Regions from separate parts of the Sus scrofa genome. Here region 2 is linked to region 1. The links are chromatin contacts, called in public HiChIP or PLAC-seq maps. All regions are on one chromosome and are shown on one strand. Each heading gives the region's core, a stretch centred on a gene start, on an enhancer-like site or on the middle of the called end of the contact. The rest is flanking DNA. Distances are from core to core; before and after follow the strand shown. Region 1 has its middle 140 kb from the start of SEC61B. Region 2 overlaps LOC106509214 (a long non-coding RNA gene).

Region 1 (6,286 bases), core at 2,325-4,824:
GCTGGCGGTGATACATATATACTTAAAAAAAACAAAACAAAACAAACAAAAAAAAAAACAACAACCCCAAACTCATGGTCTCTCAGATATGAAAAGCCATCAGGTCCAACCTCCCACCCATAGCTTGTACTGCATCAATGGCCCCCCAACCCAACCCCACTTCACTTGGACATCTTCACTGACAGGGACCTCTTACTGTTCAATAGCTCTGTCTAGCAGAAAGCTTTTGGTCACTCTTATGGTTTACCCTTTTGTCCTAGGCCCAATTCTTTCTTTACTCCATTTGGAATTGGTTCAATCCTTCTTCCCCAGGAAAGATTTTCAGAGGCAATTACTTTACCACCCAAATCTACTCTTCTGGCTAAACAGAACCAGTTCTTTCAAAGGTCTTTCCCGTGACACAGTTTTGAGTCTCCTCCCCTCCTGATCACCCTTTTCTTGTCACAACAATAAGTAACACAATACTCTGGTTTTCTGTAGTTCTCAGAGAGTAAGTTGTTGGGGATGGACAAGTTTTCCAGAGGGTTGAGGCATTATCTCTTTAGCACTACACTTTTAAAAAGCATGCTAGAAAGCATGCAAGGATGCAGATCCTTTTAGAAAACACACATACCTGCCAATTCTCTTTCTGACATTTCTCATCATCTCATGATACTTCTCCCCAAACATCTCCCTGAAGCTCTTTGTACAACCCCTTCCAACAAGACTGGACTTTCTGTACCATCAGTGAAAGAACAAGGACGAATGAGAGGAAGCCCCAGAAGGTCAGCTTTCTCGTAGACATTAGACACACCTTCTAATGGCTGAGGAGCTCGACAAAAGCAAGGGTGGTGCCAGCTGGGAGCAAGCTCTTGGCCTTCAAGGTGTCAGGCAGAGGCACCTGGCAGGGGTGTTTTTGAGGTGGCTCTGCTTGCAGGTCTGCTAAGGACTGGACGAGGTGCCCTGCAAGCTCCTCCAGCCCTATGATTATGTGGTTGTGGACAAAGACTCCATGATGGGGTTTATATACAAAACAAGGGCTTCTGGGTGTCCTTCTGACAGTCGTGGGAGAGAGAACAGAGAGCCAGTTCCTTCAGCCAAACAGCTCTGGGGCTGGCAGCTGAGCACGTCTCGACCATGGTCTATGGCTGACTCGAGCCTCCCGAGAAGAGGGGACAGCATGCACAGCGTGGTGACTGGCAGGAGGAAGGAAGGCATGACTCTGCCTCCTGTGTTTGGAGGACTTATGGGTCAGTTCTCACCTCCCTCCCGTCTCTGGAGAGCAGTTGGCCCTCTGGTTGGTCTGGGAGTGTTTGCAGTTCTGAAAAGTGTAGAAGAAATCTGGGACATTGTCCTGGAACCATTTGCCAAATTCCTAGGTATCAGAGTGGCCACAGGCTTATTGTCAATGTTAGGATGTCAGTGTTTCCACTGAATCCTGGAATCTCAGATCTGGGGAGACCATTGCGTCATTCCAGTCCAGCCCCTCAGAGGCTGGCACACCCTCCCAAGCTGTCATCCTGCCTCTGCTGAACACCCCAGTGTTTGATTAAAGGGGATGATGGATGTAAATTATCTGCCATAGGCAGGTAGATAAATGCCTCCCCTCCCTCCGAATGATAGGAAGCTCACTACTTTATAAATTAAACACAAAGGTCAGGCTTATGAAAACTCCAAATCTCACTAGGTCACAGCTAGAACATGCTCTGATGTCATTTCATCTGGTTTTCATGTTCCAGAGTATAAAATCTAGGCTCAGCTATTAAGTCACCAACCCTGTCTCTGTCATGGATGGATTAAAGACATCTCCTTAAAGTCCTGTGGTCACAAGGACTTCTGGATGCCCTGTCTTCCTGAGTTTTCCAGGAAGCCAGTCCTGTATGAAGGTAGTCAGAGGTAGCGGCATCCACCAGGGTTACTCAGAGACTCTCCTCAGGCCTGCTCTGCCCATCCAGTGACAACAGACTGGGCTAAAGAGATGTGTTCTGCAAAGTGCAGGGGGAATGGAGGGCCTTTCCAGGCCACTGCAGATGCCCAAGGAGCAATGACAGTCTTAGGTCAGGTTCCTTAGGAGCCGAGGCTGAGAAAGGGTGTTAGGTCCCCTGGTTTATAGAGGGAAAAACCTGCAAGGGAGGGAGATAGAGAAGCAGGATATGGAGGAGAAAGGAACAAGCACAGATCTGGTTGAGGGTGGGGCTACCAGGTAAAATACAGAGTGTCCAGTTAAATTTGAATTTTAGATAAACAGTGAGCAATTTTTTACTACAAGGAGCTCTAAATATTGCATCGGACGTAATTATACCAAAAATGTGCGCTTTGTTGATCTGAAATGCGAATTTAACTGGAAATCCTGTATTTTTGTTTCCTAAATCCGGCACCCCAGTCTAGGCCAACCAATCAGCTTTGTTTGCCCTAAACTGAGGGATTGGACTAGGATATGAGACTTTCAGAGCTCTAAGCTATGGTCTCAGGTAAACAGTGGCCTTGGCCTAGTCCTTGAAGAGGAGGTTGGAAGTGGGACTGGCACTCTGGAGCCTAAAGCGCTAGGCCACAGTGTCCCCTACAGAGGCAGGCACCAACCTTTCAGATCCCTGTGTCACTTAGTCAGCCCTGTGCTGGTGGTTGTTGAGGCAGGGTGGGTAACCTACTGGAGAGGCAACTCCTGTTTCCTGAGGGCAGCTCTCCCAAGAAAGACGGTAGCTGTGAGTCAGGAAAAGGCAAGCAGGTCACACTCAGAGCATCCGGGGTGTGTGTGGGGATGCACAGGCCCTGAAAAGGGGAACAGGGTAGATACCACAGTGTCTACTCAACCATCTACAGGCCTCCAGCCCAGGGCTCTGCTCTACCCTTCAAGAGAAAGGATGAAAACTAAGCCTGACTTGAGTCCCACAGACCAACAGGGCAGCTACTCTGTTCTAGGCTGGGTGTTCAGGAAATTCCAGTGCAAACCAGCTGGAATGTACTACCATGCTCACAAAATTCTGTGAGAGCCCAGAGAAGGGGCTTTCATCATTATTCCCAACTGGGAGGAGGACAGAACAGATTTCACAGAGGGAGTAATACCTGTACCAGGCCTCAAAAACGGGTGGGATTTTGGCAAGGGTTGGGGGTGGGGAGGCAAGGTGGTAGTTGGGGTGGGGGGAAGCTGCAGCGACATAAAGGTCAAAGTCATGGAGGTTGAGGTGTGGAGGTACAGCATATAAAGAGGTCTCATCAAATCCTCCAAGAAGCAGGTGCATGGGGCTTTACTTTCTAGTCCACAAACTAGCCCCTAAACTGAGGGAACATAAGTGCTTGCCAAGACTGTAGATTCTGGGGCAGGTTTTGTCTGAAGCACAAAGCATCTGGTCCATACAAAGGGCTGAAGGACTTATTTTCTGACCCAAGCTAATGCTTTGGAAAGTGCTGGCAGCTCTGCTGACCTGGGGATGCCCAGGCACCTGGGGAACGTCCCAGCTTCTGGCAGGGGAGGCCCTGCCACCCGGCCCTGGCCCAGATCCATGGGAAGACAAGCTTCCTTCTCACCTTTCCAGTATATCCTGAAACCAGAAGCCCCATGACACTGGCTTCTCTGTCCCTGCTCTGGGATTTCAGCTCTGGCTGAGGCAGGACACCCACACTGCTGAGAAGCCTGAGAAGCTTCTGGGACAAAGATGCAGAGAGGGTCAGCCGGGGAGAGCAATGGGACCCATCCCAGATCAGTGTCCCCATTTCTGGGCTGAACTTGGCCCAGCATTGTAGAGCTCAGCATCTGAGCCTTCCAGTGGCACTGGGATTTCTTTTCAGCCATTTGCAGAGTGAAACAGGGCTATTAAGTCCTTATTCCAACAACTTACGTGCTGTGTGACCTTAAACATTTCACTTGGCCTTGCTGAATCCTCCTTCCCATTTTTACTAATGGCAAACACATCAGCACTAGCAACATTCTCAAAGCATTTGCCAGCTTTCACAACAGCATAGTTACATAAATTCTCTGATTTAAACTTCCTAGCAAATTGTGAAGTGGGTGAGTGGGCAAACGGCGTTAGTATCTCCATTTTAAGGAAGAAGAAATCAAATTATATAAAAGCAATGTATCTTGCCCTACTTGCCACAAGGTTCCTGGCTCCTGACTCTAGGACACCAAATAGACAACCATCTCTTATCAGAGTCTCCAGGAAATGTCTGAGCCAGAGTGAGCAATTTAAAAGTCCTGATGATGGGGACCCAGGGAGCATTTGGTTTCCATGAGATTTCTGACACCCACAGACACCCACCCACCCACAGCTGGGCTAAGGAGGAGAGGGTGTCCTACAACTGGCCCTGTATTTTGTTTCTGCTGCAGTCTCACGTGAATGCAAATCTCAGCATGCTTTGCTCTTAGAAATACAATAAAAATATTTCATTCTGAAGCCACAACCAAATTGATTGTTGGTAGAAATAAATTTGGATTTGACAACATGGGTTTTGATTTTTGTTTTTTGTTTTTTTCCTCTTTCAAGGCTGCACCTGTGGCATATGGAAGTTCCCAGGCTAGGGGTGGAACCGCGCTTTAGCCACAGCAATGTGTTACCTGCGCCACATCTGCAACCTACTCTGCAGCTCGCGTCAATGCTGAATCCTTAACCCACTGAGGCAGGGATCAAACCTGCATCCTCACAGATACTTTGTTGGGTTCTTAACCTGCAGGGCCACAATGGGAACTCCATGTAGTGTTCTTTTTAGATTCCAATGTGACTGTGTCTCAGATTAGTCACTGCTCAGAATCTAAAGAAACAAGCAAGGCCAAGGGTTCCAAGGTGGGAAAGGTCTCTTCTAGTTGGGGTGGGGGGTCAGGAGGGGAGCAGAGCCAGAGAAAGAAAATAATAAAAACAGCATTAATAAAGATTGTATTTTGTTTTGAGAGGTGAGAAGGAAGTAGTAGGGAAGATGTGAGAATTGGCGCTAGCATGCATTTTGTAGCCAGACACAAGATTTCAGTCCCAGCAGAGCCAGTGACAAGCTAGGTGAATCTAGGCCAGCCAGTCACGACTCTCTGGGCCTGAATCTCCTCCCTTGTAAGCTGGGTGTGGCAGGACCCCCCCCTCCAGCATCATTGTCAGGGTCCGGGTTTCCACGGTGCTTGCACAGTGCTTGACCACAGCGGGCACTTAATATGTGTTAATTCCACTGATTTTCCCTCCTCTTCCTGTAAGTGGATCATTCTCCTAGAAAGTATGAAACCCTCTTTCTTCAAAATATACAAAACTCTGTCTTCTTAGAGAAGTCTGACACGATTAACTTTTAAGCTAGAAAAAAAAAAAAAAAGGCTCTGCATGAACAATGAACCCATTGCTTATCTTCTTCTGATCTTGCTCATCCTTCTCCCCCCAAAAAGCACATACATACGCTCGCACAGAGCTGGAATGCCATGGAGAAGGAAGGCCAGGCTGCAACTGTCCCAGCATCCTGCCTAAAGTAAACAGGCCATTCTCAAGCCCGTGGGGATGGGGGTCTGTGCTCTTCCCCTGCCAGCAGGCACTGAAATCGAACCACAGGCCTAGCGCCCCCTGCCCACTCTGCCCGGTGTGGATGGCGCCCGGTGTCCCCAGAAAAACTCTGATAACACAGCCTGCCAAAGACCTCTCATTCTCATTTCCTCTTAGGAAACGAAAGGACGCAAATTGGAGAGGGAAAGACAAAATGAAAGCAAAATGATGGAAGGAAGGAGGGAAGGTAAGAGACCTGGTACAAGTGTGAAATCAAAATAATAGACTCAGGATGGTGAGATGCATGTGAACGGAGTGTGACGTGGGCAACCCCCACAAATAGACCTTCTGTTAAAAATAGCTTTTGTCTAAATGTGGAAAGAGTGTAAATATAGTAGCGGTTTCAGCTTACTACGAGCTGCCCCAGCTCCAAGTAACAGAGGCTTATTATAGGACGAGTGCGTCAGCAGCAGGAGAGGAGGGAGGGCAGACAGAAAAGCCCTGGGCTGTGGGTATAGTACCCACCGGCCGGCAAGGGGTCAGCTCACCTCCTGTGAAGTGGGATGGCTGAATTGCTCTAAGATGCTCTCACAGAAGTCTGCTGGGCAGAAAACTCTAGCCAAGCTGGGGAGGAAAGGAAGGAAGGAATCACAGAGCTGAAAAGGATCTGGGGAGGATTGTCTCTGAAATGCTCCTCATTCTCATCTAGAGTCTCACCAGGGCATATGGTCACTGTCCAGGAGGCTGCTTACTCCTGGACACTGCAGGAAGCCTTCAAAGGAACCCCCTGGAATGACCAGCCTGGAGAAAAACCAGTTTCCCTAGCCCCGAGTGCTGGGCAAAACCCCTAGAAACCTGTG
Region 2 (6,286 bases), core at 1,145-3,644, 66 kb after region 1:
GAAATTCTACTACTACTAGTATTTGATGACAGTACTACTTCACATACCTACAGCAATTTATATTATACAACTTCCTTTCTGCAATGAGAATCTTCTTGGAGGTTGGAGGCTATGGCTGTCTTATGCAAAGACTATATTACTTCTGTCTGGCATAGTCTCTAGTACAAAACAGGAACCCAATGAATATTTGCTATGAACTGCATTTGGTATTCACACAACCCTGCAAGGTAGGTAGAGAGATTTTCTTTGTTTTACAGATGTAATGTATTTGGATGGCATGCCTAATGTCACACAGGGAGTGAGTTAAGAACTCTGGGATTCAAACAGACCTCATTTCTGGGGCAGTACTTTTTGAAGACACTATAATTGTCTCTAAGTTTATAAGCATGTACCTAACACTCCCAAGCAAATTAGAAGTACTTCCCAGCTAAAAGCTTCCTTAAGTTACTGATTTTTGTTAGGATGCTTCTAAAACTCTTGTAACATTATTCAACATATAAAACTTCACAATTTGTGGTCATAGGCATGAAGTTATCTAAGGTCATAGCAATAATTTCTAGAGAAGTAATTAAATAAATCTGAGGAGGATGATTTGTGACTGAAACACTGGAATCGTTTTTGCCCTAATAAAGCAGTATATCTTGGCCTAAGAAAAATCCAAATGTATGGAACATTCATTTTCTAAGCAAGTCACAATTAACACTGGAAAATCAGAAGCTGACTCCATCTACAGCTGTAATTGTCTTTAGTCCATATTATTTCCTTGGATGCCATTGAACTCCCCTCTGCCTTGCCAAAAAACAAATAACAAACAAAACAAAGAAGTTGTTCTGAGTCCTTGTTTCTTTCCATCCCTACTGCCAGCACCCCATTATAAACCACTGTATGTTCTTATCTAAAGTGCTGCAAAAATCTCCTACCTGCTCTCCCTGCACCTGTTCTTATGCCTCTCTCACATCACCGCCACAAGTAAAGTAACCCCTGGGGTCTCCTACTGCTTTTCCATAAACTTAATTCTTTAAGGTGGTTTGAGGTCCCAAGTGATCTGTCCCTGCCTAACTCTCTTTCCAGTCACCCTCATTCTTGCTCACACTGGACCTTCCCAACTCAGAGCCTTTACACACTCCAATCCCTATTCCTAGAAAGTTCTAGTTTTGCCCTCATTTTGCTAATTCCTGTTCCCCCATCAGGTCTCAACTTTAGTTCCACTTTATCGAAGAAGACTCCCATGCTCCTCCTGCAAGTGCAATCACACTTGCGACTGCTTTTTCAGTATCTGTCTTTCCCTACCAGACTATAAGTTTCTTGAAATCTATCTTGTCTGTAGCCTCAAGTTCAATGCTGAGCACAGTGCCTGACATATACTGTATTTCACCAGTTCTAAGACACAGATTTTTGAAAAAAAAATTTTTTTCTCTTTTTTGGCTGCCCCGTGGCATATGGAATTCCAGGATCAGGGATCAGATCTGGGCTGCAGGTGCAGCAACACTGCCAGATCCTTTAACTCACTGTGCTGGCCAGAGATCTGACAAGCGGCCTGGTGCTGCAGAGACGCCACCAATCCCATGGCAGTATAGCAGGAACTCCATTTTTTCTACTTTTTAATTATCTCTGAAATCAGGATGCAAATTTCCTTTTCCTTTTTTTTCTTTGTCTTTTGTCCTTTTAGGGCCGCACCCATGGCATATGGAGGTTCCAAGCACCTCCCCTATGCCAGAGACTCAACACCACCAGATCCGAGCCACATAGCTGTCCTCTTGCACCACAGCTCACAGCAACGCCAGATCCTCAACCCACTGAGCAAGGCCAGGGATAAAACCTGCAACCTCATGGTTCCTAGTCAGATTCATTTCCGCTGTGCCACAATGGGAACTCCTAGGATGCAAATTTCAGTCATTAGTATGTCATAGTTCATTTGGCAGTATTTTTCTTCCTTAATGTAAGTGGAATAATTGCATATCATACAACCAATATTTTTTCATATTTTAAGAAATACGATGGTTGGTTACAGCATGTGACTACCTGTAATTAAAAACCTTTAATTATTGGGTTTTTTCTTTTTTTTTTTTTTGCCTGCATACTGAAATTTTATTACTTATAAATGGCTGGGTTCTGAAAGACAGTTTGAAGCAGCAAATCAAAATAGCCAATTGCTATTTCCGCTACTGGTAGTGGGCAGCATCAATACATTTTTGCATGAGTTCCAGCTAGATGTCATGTATGTTGGAAGTTTATAGGGAGAAGAGCATTGTTTCTGGGACAACTCACAAGATCCTGCCTGCTGCTCCAGTGTCTGCTGATGTGACTTCTGTCAACACAACTCCATATCCAACCACTGCTGTCAGCACCTCCCCTGCCAAAGCTGATGTCACATCAGCTGCCCCAGCTCAGATCAGCTGCCCCCATCTCTGTCCTCCTTATACTCCAAATAGCTGCTTCTCTCTGCTAGCTGAGCGGTACAGCCCTTTGGTGCTCACAAGACACTTCGTCCTGTCATACATTCTGCTGGGAGCCCAGCCAAAGCCTCCTGGGAGAAGAAGCAGGGAGCTTTAGAGTACTTGGTCACTCATCATATTCCTGCCTCAACCATTGGTTCAGCAGGCTCAGGCCACAAGGATGGTTGAATCACTTTTCTTTGGAATCCTGTATCAAAGGAACAGTGATATATAGGGTCCAATAACTTCAGTTTTGCCTTTATATAAAACATGAGCCTGGTTTTTTTCCTCTTCTTGGAAATCAGCTTTTCCTTTGGTGGAGATTGTTCCACCCTAACAATTTATTGAGAAAATTCCCTCCTTATCCATAGGCATGTCTCAACCCTAGCCCAAGTAGATTTAAGTAGAACAGGTTTATTCAATTGACTGCCGCCTTGATAAGCTGTACTCATAATTGACGAGGCCTCTATTTCTGGGTGTCCTCGCCCATCATTACCCCTGCCTGGGGCTTTACAAAATAGCTGGGTTGAATCACACTGACAGAATCTTTTAGTCACTTTCAATTCTGCCAAGGAAATATAGACGTGGGCTTTCAGCTTCTAAATTAACTTTGATTCCCTCCAGACCCTGATCCCTTTTAGGTCACAAAGCATCTTAAAACTGAGCAGAACACTTTCACTTAAAAGAAAAGGAAGGGAAAAGGAAAAAAGGGAGAAATAATTGAAGCAAATGTGACAAAATTAAGATCTGTCTCAAAACTTTATTCAAAATGTAATAAAAAGTAAGATCTTAATAAATAATCGAGATCTGTCCAAACTTTCCAACCCCGATTGGAAGTGAGGACAGAAATATCCAGTTAGAGGATGCTACTGAACTGTGACTGGCAGAGTGCTCTCCCTAGAAGTACAGCAAATAGTGGTATTAGGAAGCTGTACTGAGCCAGGAGTCATGTGTGGATTTGAATCCAAAAAGCCAGAGAAGAACATCTGATGAAGTTGCTGCAACTGAGGGGCCAGAAGCAGAGAGAAAAAGCTAAAATATTGGGAGGGTGTTGAAGGAAAAGATATTGTTGTGCATATTGACATTAATCTCCCTTAAGAAACTAAGTGAAATCATCTAGTGGAACATTTTAAACAGGGACAAATAACATCACTTGTGATGCTAGATTAGTATTTTAACCACACAAGTTTGAAGAGTTCTTTCTTTTTTGTTTGTGTTTTGTTGTTGTTTTTCTTTTTAGGGCTGCACCAGAGGCATATACAAGTTCTCAGGCCAGGGGTCGAATCGGAGCTACAACTGCTGGCCTACGCCACAGCCACAGCCACTCAGGATCCGAGCCACATCTTCGACCTATACCACAGCTCACGGCAACGCCAGGTCCTTAACCCACTGAGAAAGGCCAGGGATTGAACCCACATCCTCATGGATCCTAACTGGGTTTGTTAACTGCTGCGCCACAAAGGGAATTCCCACAAGTTTGAGGAGTTTCTGATCTTCAAATGGAAAAAAACTGGGCATCTTACTGAAGGAAACCTCCAAGGCAAAGAAAGGGCATCTCCAATTCCTGAAGCATTCAGGCCATAGGCCAGGCTGGGCCATGAGAGAGCAGAGAACTCTTCATTTGAAGTACATTTGCTACCATAGAACAATCTTTGATATCTGTTGTGCTGGCAGCCCAGGGGTAACCGGCATCACCTTACGGCAAGCCCTAAGGAGCAGGGTTTCTTTCTAAGCAGGAGCCTCTCTAAAGTGGTTCTGCTCTTCTCTGATATGGCCAGACATTCTCTGATGTGGGAGACAGAAGCATAGGAAGGCTGTCGGGCACAGACAGTCCACTTACGTGAAATGTAGGCTAAGCCCAAGAGAGATAGGGGTGCAGAAAGTTTTTTGTTCGTTTGTTCGTTTTTGTCATTTTAGGGTCACATCCACAGCATACGGAAGTCCCCAAGCCAGGGGTGAGAATGGAGCCATGGCTGCCGGCCTAAGCCACAGCAACAGCAACATCCTCATGGATACTAATTGGGTTGTTACCACTGAGCCACGATGGGAATTCCCTTGAAAGTTTTAACATAAAGCTCCTTTGGTACAAGATCTTCCTGATACAGTTGCATCCCTGAGCTAGGAAGACTAGAAATTCATTGAAGTTGAGTTCCCATCATGTTTCAGTGGTTAACAAACCCAACTAGTATCAGTGAGAACACAGATTCGATCCCTGGCCTTGTTCAGCGGGTTAAGGATCCTGCATTGCCGTGAGCTGTGGTGTAGGTCGCAGATGCGGCTGGGATCCCACACTGCTATGGTTGTGGTGTAGGCTGGCAGCTAAAGCTTCAATTCGACCCCTAGGCTGGAAACCTCCATTTGCCAAAGGTGCAGCCCCCAAAAGACAATAAAATAAAATAAAATAAAATAAACTTTCTACAACATAGAAGATAAATGTAGCACTCAGAGATAGACAAAGGCCATTTCATTCAAGTCATGGAAGGAAATTTTAGAGAGAGTCCACCTTATGCTATTGAGAAAATAAAAACAAACATTCTAAAAAGGAAGAGATGAAAGATGGCAAGACAATATATTAATATGTAATGAAATAGTTAAAGAATATATGCAAAGACAATACTATAGTAATTTGATAAGTGGCATAAGGTAGTAAAGGACAGAGTTAACTTTTCAGAAAATCAGATATGTAATGTGGAGAGTAAACTTGAGGTGATCTCTCAGAATGCAGAGGAAAAAGACACAGAGATTAAAGTGATAGAAAAGATATAAATGGAAGAGTCAGAAGATGAAGAGTCAACATGTGGGTCTGCTGCTTACTAGAAACTCTGTTTCTCTGAAGTTTTAATTGTATCTCCAACTATAAATGGGGTGAAGGAGTTCCTGTCATGGCACAGTGGAAACAAATCTAACTTTTAACCATGAGGTTGCAGATTGGATTACTGGCTTTGCTCAGTCGGTTAAGGACCTGGCGTTGCCATGAACTGGGTTGTAGGTCGCAGATGCGACTTAGATCCTACATAGCTGTGGCATAGGCCAGCATCTGTAGCTCCGATTTGACCCCTAGGCTGGGAACGTCCATATGCTGTGAGTGTGGCCCTAAATGGACAAAAAGACAAATAATAATAATAATAAAATAAAATGGGGTGATAATATTACTATTCCATAGGGGTCTGTAAGGACTGAGTGAGATAATGAGTAAAAAGTGCCCAGCATTTAGGAAGCAACAAATAAATGGTAGTTGCAATTACTATTACTATTACCACTGTTACTCCTATTGTTCTTATACGATTATTAAATAAATGAACACAGGGACACATGGAGAAAAAAATTAGTACTGTGGTTTATGTCCCAAGATCAACTTGATTTTATCTATAGATATTGTTTTTTCTCAAGAAGGGCTCATGACTGCTATATTCCTTGGATTCTTTTTGTTTGTTTGCTTTTAGTGATACCTGCCTATTACCTTCACACATAAATAACAATTTGATGGATATAAAATATTTGTGTAAAACATTCTTATAACTCTGCATAGAGTGTTAAAATCTTTTGACATTTAATGTCCCAAAAGAGAAATCAGAGGCCAGCTTGACTTTTTTTTAACTTGGGATACTTTACATAGAATAAAAATTACAGCCACAACACTCTTTTATCATTATAGTAACTCGAGATATGCGTCAAGGTTTTTTGATTCTGATTTTCTTTCTGGAATCAGTGCTTTGTTTTCCTGCAGGTTCAGCTCTTGCTTTATACAGAAGTTTCCTTCTATGTTATCTTGCAATGCATTTATATCTCATGTTCTCTTTTCCAGAAACTCTAATATGCTTATGTGGGTTGGCCTTTCTCTTCCACGTCCA

Evidence for each region. HiChIP or PLAC-seq counts read pairs in DNA pulled down with a chosen protein or histone mark.
Region 2: a contact with region 1 is called in an H3K27ac HiChIP or PLAC-seq map of skeletal muscle, with 3 times the contacts expected there. The contact joins two enhancer-like sites. A contact is called at or near these places in 5 of 47 Hi-C or Micro-C datasets (fetal heart ventricle, heart right ventricle, psoas muscle and 1 more) and 1 of 2 datasets of contacts at active chromatin or transcription factors (skeletal muscle).

What each region holds. Positions count from the first base shown.
Region 1 is chr1:241,124,402-241,130,687 of Sscrofa11.1, forward strand. No RefSeq gene overlaps it. Among named protein-coding and RNA genes, the nearest start is that of SEC61B, 140 kb to the left of the region's middle. Within about 2 kb of position 3,575, at least 3 of the 83 cell types and tissues checked have an H3K27ac peak or open chromatin away from gene starts, as enhancers often do. A contact at or near this core is called in skeletal muscle, where this site is marked.
Region 2 is chr1:241,191,302-241,197,587 of Sscrofa11.1, forward strand. The region is part of intron 4 of LOC106509214 (a long non-coding RNA gene); the gene reads right to left. Among named protein-coding and RNA genes, the nearest start is that of SEC61B, 210 kb to the left of the region's middle. Within about 2 kb of position 2,395, at least 2 of the 83 cell types and tissues checked have an H3K27ac peak or open chromatin away from gene starts, as enhancers often do. A contact at or near this core is called in skeletal muscle, where this site is marked.